2 separate regions of the Capra hircus genome follow, and region 1 is linked to region 2. A link is a contact called in public Hi-C data. All regions are on one chromosome and are shown on one strand. The core of a region is the stretch at or near the end of the contact, and the rest is flanking DNA. Distances in the headings are between cores, read along the strand shown.

Region 1 (2,700 bases), core at 114-2,613, 210 kb after region 2:
GTGGTCATGTATGGATGTGAGACTTGGACTATAAAGAAAGTTGAGTGCTGAAAAATTGATGAAGAAAAGATAGAAAAGATATTACTACTACAATAACAGTAGTAGTAATTTTGTTTCTATATAACTTAAGAGAGTGATGCATTAAAAAATCAGTTTATGTTTTTGGACTCTCGATATAAAAAGGCATACTTTTGTGACATCAATAACTGAAAGGAGTGTGGACAGGGCTAATGAAGTATAATTTTCTATATTATTGAAGTTAAGCTTGAAAAAATTCAAATTAGAGTATAAAACTTTAAGATGCTAAATGTAATTCCCATGGTAATAACAAAGAAAACAAAGAATATACACAGAAGGAAATAAGAAAGGAATTTAAACATTTCAATACAAAAGGTCAGCTAAATACAAAAGAATCACTGAAAATAGAAAATCAACAGAAAATCCAAGGAAATCCAAAGCTGATACTTTAAAAAGATCAATAAAATAAAAAAGCCTACAGCCAGATTAACTTTTAAAAAGAGTGAAAAAGAAGACACATTATTATAATAGAAATGTATATGACTCTCTTTTTCTTGCTGTCTTTTGAATTCTCTCTTTAACTGTTGCCATTTTAATTATGATATGCCTTGGGTTCATACTGTCTGTGACTTTGTGTTTCCTGCACCTGGATGTCTGTTTCCTGTCTCTGTTTGGGAAGTTTTCGGCCATAATTTCATGAGATAATTTTCTACCTCTTTCTCCCTCTCTTCTCTTTCTGGGACCCATATTAATGTGATTTTTAGTACACCTAATGTTGCACCCAAAGTCTCAAACAATTCTCATCAAAATTTTTTTTTCTTTTTGCTGTTGGGACCAGGTGATTTCCATTATTCTATCAGATACCTTATGCACTCTTTTGTATCACCTAACCTGCTGTTAATTTTCTCTAGTGTTTTTCATTTCAGTAATCCTGTTTTCTAGCTCTGACTGGTTCTTTTTGTATGTGTTTTCTAATCGCTTGTTAAAATTCTGTGTTCATCTATTCTTTTCCCCAGTCCAGTTAGCATTCTATTGGATTCTTTATGTTATTTACCTCGTTTCATCAGAGACTTTTTTCAGGGGTTCCTGCCCTTTCATTTGAAATACAGTCCTCAGTCTTCTCATTTTGTTCAGCCTTCTGTCACCATGAAATTAGGTGAAACAGTTACCTATTCCAGTCTTGGAGGCATGGCCTCGTGTGGGGGTGTCCCAATGCAGTCTGCATGTGCCCAGTGGCTCTGGTCTGCGAGCTGCTGGATCACAAGCGAGCGAACGAACGCAGGCTGTCTTCCCCTGGGCTGGGCGGGCAGCCATCATTCTGGTGGCCTGAAGTTGGAGCAGCTACAGTCCGAACTGGGGCTTCTCTGCTCAAGGGCAGTCTCCACCCTATAAGGGGTGGGGGCGGGGCTCCAGCGGCTGGAACGAAACGTACTGAGGCAAGTGGGTTTCTGACAGGAGACCCTGTCTAGGTATGGGGCGCGTCCAGGGCTGAGGACACGGGGCTGAACTTCTGTGCTGGTTTCTCTCCCTCCCCAACCCCTGGCGTGAATGCCTCGCTTAGAGGCCGGGTCAGGACTTGAGCGGGCGCCTGCGCTCACTGGCCCGGTTTCACTCCCCTCCAGATGCGCGCAGGGACACACAAGCCTGCGATGGCAGGCCCCACCCTAGAGCTAGTTTTACTCCCCCTCAAGTGTGTGCAAGGTCGGCCTACCAAGTGACAACATTCTCCACCTGGGATACACTGACACCCAGGCTGGCAATGTCTGCCTCCACACTGGTCAGAGTCGGGGCAGGGTGCAAGCAGGCTCGCAGCCCTCCAAGTGTGCACACTCTCAGGAGCACTCCGTGCCTCAGTGGGTGCAGCGCCAGGGCAAGAGGCGCTGGAGCAGGAGCCCTGAGCAGGCTGCGGGATACACTGGGATGGTCCTGGTAAGCCGGGCCAGTAAGTTTTCCATCTGCTGACTCTGTGCTGTGACCGGGAGGAGGCAAGTCTGTGCATGTCCTTCAAGGGCCGAGACTTGGTTTCTTAGAGCCCTCTGGTAAGCCCCAGTAGTTTCCAAACCAGCTCAAGGGGTCGTCTTCCCAGTGTTGGACCCGTGGGCTAGGTTGCCTAATACGTGGCTCAAATCCCTCACTCCCCCAGGGAAAACCCCCAAGCCTGTGCCATCTCCCTCCCCTTCTGTACCCTCCACTAGCGGGTGCAAGTCCTGACCAGACCAGACTGCTTCTCCTCCCTTCCTGCCAGCCTTTGTGTAGTTCTTCCTTTACAGCCTCGGTTGAGAGAGAGCCATCTGGCTAGTTCCCAAATCAGTTTTACCAAGCACCGCTCTATATGTAGTTGTGGGTTTGACGTGTTGGTGAGTGAAGGTCTACTCCATCGTGATCTCTCCTCCCCAGGTACAGTGTTTCACAATGCATGCACCAATATACATTCTTACCAACAATGTACCCGTTCCCTTTTCTCTATATTGTCACCAACGCTTGTTACTTCTTGTCTTTTTGATAATAACCATTCTAACAGATGGGAGTGGTATTTTACTGTGGTTTTGATGTGCATTTCCCTGGTGATTAGAGGTTAAGCACCATGTACTTGTTAGCCATCTGTGTGTCTTCCACGGAAAAATACCTATTCAGTCCGTCAGCCCATTTTTTTTAAACTGGATTGTTTGTTCTTTAAGTATT
Region 2 (2,943 bases), core at 296-2,795:
ACCAATACAGTATACTAACACATATATATGGAATTTAGGAAGATGGCAATGACGACCCTGTATGCAAGACAGGAAAAAAGACACAGATGTGTATAATGGACTTTTGGACTCAGAGGGAGAGGGAGAGGGTGGGATGATTTGGGAGAATGGGAATTCTAACATGTATACTGTCATGTAAGAATTGAATCGCCAGTCCATGTCTGACGTAGGGTGCAGCTTGCTTGGGGCTGGTGCATGGGGATGACCCAGAGAGATGTTGTGGGGAGGGAGGTGGGAGGGGGGTTCATGTTTGGGAACGCATGTAAGAATTAAAGATTTTAAAATTAAAAAATAAATAAATAAATAAAATAAAATAAAAATTAAAAAAAAAAAAAGACTCTGAGCTTCTACCGCAGGGAGTATGGGTTCAATCCCTGGTCAGGGACCTCAGATGCTGCCTGCCAACTGACCCCAGAGCCAATATTACATAACACCAACAATAAACAGCCAGAGTATAAGCTACAAAAACACAAAACAATACAAAAATTCAGCTGCTTGGAAACTGAAACTCTCTCTCCTAAATCTTAAATCAAGGAGAAATCAAATATGTAATTACAGAGTGTTTGGAAGAAAAAAAATTATATGAACATTTCATATTAAAACAAAGCAAACTGATAGCATTATTGTGTCATATTAAAAAACATAAAAAATAAATGTGAGGGCCATCTTTACTACATACAAGCACTACTTAGCTAGAGTCAGTACCAAGTGGCTGTTCTATTATTGGATTCAGACCTCATGGGATGCCATAGCTCACACAGATAAAGGGTTTGAGAACCAGTGTCCTTCACATCCCATGGCTGAAATAAAGGATTTTTAATTTTTTTATTTAAGAAAGTGAGATAATTGGTGAAGAGATGGAAGTGGGGTAAAGAGAGAAAGGCAATCATTAGAGGAATTATGAGAGAAGAGAATACACACACTTCAGGATTGTCACTAATGAAAAGTGTGTCTATCATGTGTTTTTGATAACTTGTGATGGAGGGAGAGCACATGTTCTTTTTAGATAAGTAAAGTAGTCCAGGTTATGTAGCCTTGTTTCCTGCTATGATAGAGAAACAGAAGAAAAAAACATTCCAGTGGTTATGAAAATGAGGACGGTTGAATCCCCATAAAGGGTTGCCAACAAGATACCTCATTATATTCACCTTCAGAAAAATAAGGAATAGTTTTTTTGTGTGTAAGTATATCCCAAATATTGTATATTAAAAATTTTTTTCTGTTTATCCAAAATTAAAATGTAGCCAGATATCCTGTATTTTCATCTGTTAAATCTGACAACCCTGCTCTTGCATTAAGAATGAAAACTCTCAATAAGCTTGGCATGAGAATGGTGTTTAGAATATAAGAGAAAGGTCAGCAAGAGGTCATCCGGGAAACACCACAAAGAGCTTTTATTCAGGATGTTGAATAAACACCCGGTAAACCGCGAGCTTCTTGCTCCTATGAAAGGCTGGTTCTGTTTCTTGGCAGGATGAAGGCTGCCCTCAGTAACCCCAGTTTATAGCCTGATTGGAAAACTCTCTCGGATTAGAACTGGTTTCCATGGGAACACCCTGGCTGCCCAGTACTTAAGTGCCTGGCATGCATTTCTTATAGTAGATGTTCAGGAAGACGGGGAGGTTGGGTGAGAGAGCTGGTAGATGAATTCTCTCAACTTTAGCATCAGAAAAGTGGCTGACTTTTTAAAAAATAATTAAGCTTTATTGTAGTATAATTGCTGCTGTATTAGCACCTGCTGCACAGCAAAATGAATCAGCCATACATGTACAAATATCCCCTCCCTTTGGGATTGCCCTTCTACTTTGGATGGGCTTCCCAGGCGGCTCAGCAGTAAAGAATCCACCTGCCAATGCAGGAGATGCAGGTTTGATCTCTGAATCAGGAAGATCCCCTGGAGAAGGAAATGGTAACCCAGTCTAGTATTTTTCTGGGAAATCCCATGGACTGAGGAGCCTGACAGGCTACATATAGTCCGTGAGGTCTCAATAGAGTCAGATATGATTTAGCCACTAACAACAACCCATTGGGGACGCCACAGTGCCTTAAGTAGAGTTCTCTGTGCTACACAATATGTTCCCAACAGCCGTGTATTTTGTACAAAGTATGTGTATTTTGATAGTGTATATGTACCAGTTCCAGTCTCCCGCTTCCTCCCACTCCACCCCTTTCTGCCCTCCTGCGTGAGCGTGCTCAGTCGTGTCCGATTCTTTGCAGCTCCATGGACTGCAGCCCACCAGGTTCCTCTGTTCTTGGAATTTTCCTGGCAAGAATGCTGGAGGGGGTGACCATTTCCTCCTCCAGGGGATCGTCCCAACCCAGGGATCCAACCCTTGGCTCTTGTATCTCCTGCGTTGGTAGGAGGATTCTCTACCACTATCGCCATCTGGGTAGCCCATCATTTCCTCCTTGATGATTGTTTAGTAAGACCAATTAGCCATCCAAAATGTTTCTGTCTGCATTCATTGGCCAATGTTCAGTTTTTTAAGTATAAAAATGGGCAGATCTCCAGACAAGGTCACTCAGCAGCTTAGTGGCAGAGCTGGGACGAGAAGAAGAAACTATCATGCCGTACCATATGCCTTGGCACATGTTTCCATTCAACAGTTTGCTTTCTTACTTGATAGCTAAGATTTCTAATCCACACGGGGTCAAATAAAACCACACTTTTCCATAGGCATTGTTCTTTACCCATCATGTGTAAGACAATTTACACAGCCTCCATTTTCTCAATTTTTGGTTTGTTTGGGTTGATTTATTTTGGAAAACCATCACACGATGGAACCATTCCAGCTACTCCTTTTATCTGCAGATTTATGAATATTTAAATGAACTTGGTCCCTGCCAATTTAGATATGATTTAGGTGGAAATTTCTATCGCTTCTTCTATCTTCCATGTATCCA

Evidence for each region. Hi-C and Micro-C count contacts between places; a contact is called where the count stands out from the background.
Region 1: a Hi-C map of blood shows a contact between it and region 2, with 6 times the contacts expected there. The contact joins two enhancer-like sites. A contact is called at or near these places in 2 of 5 Hi-C or Micro-C datasets (blood and liver).

The regions. Positions count from the first base shown.
Region 1 is chr12:68,437,393-68,440,092 of ARS1.2, forward strand. The region is part of intron 2 of RB1 (retinoblastoma-associated protein); the gene reads right to left. Among named protein-coding and RNA genes, the nearest start is that of RB1, 12 kb to the right of the region's middle. Within about 2 kb of position 1,364, at least 3 of the 5 cell types and tissues checked have an H3K27ac peak or open chromatin away from gene starts, as enhancers often do.
Region 2 is chr12:68,229,961-68,232,903 of ARS1.2, forward strand. No RefSeq gene overlaps it. Among named protein-coding and RNA genes, the nearest start is that of RCBTB2, 47 kb to the right of the region's middle. Within about 2 kb of position 1,546, at least 1 of the 5 cell types and tissues checked has an H3K27ac peak or open chromatin away from gene starts, as enhancers often do.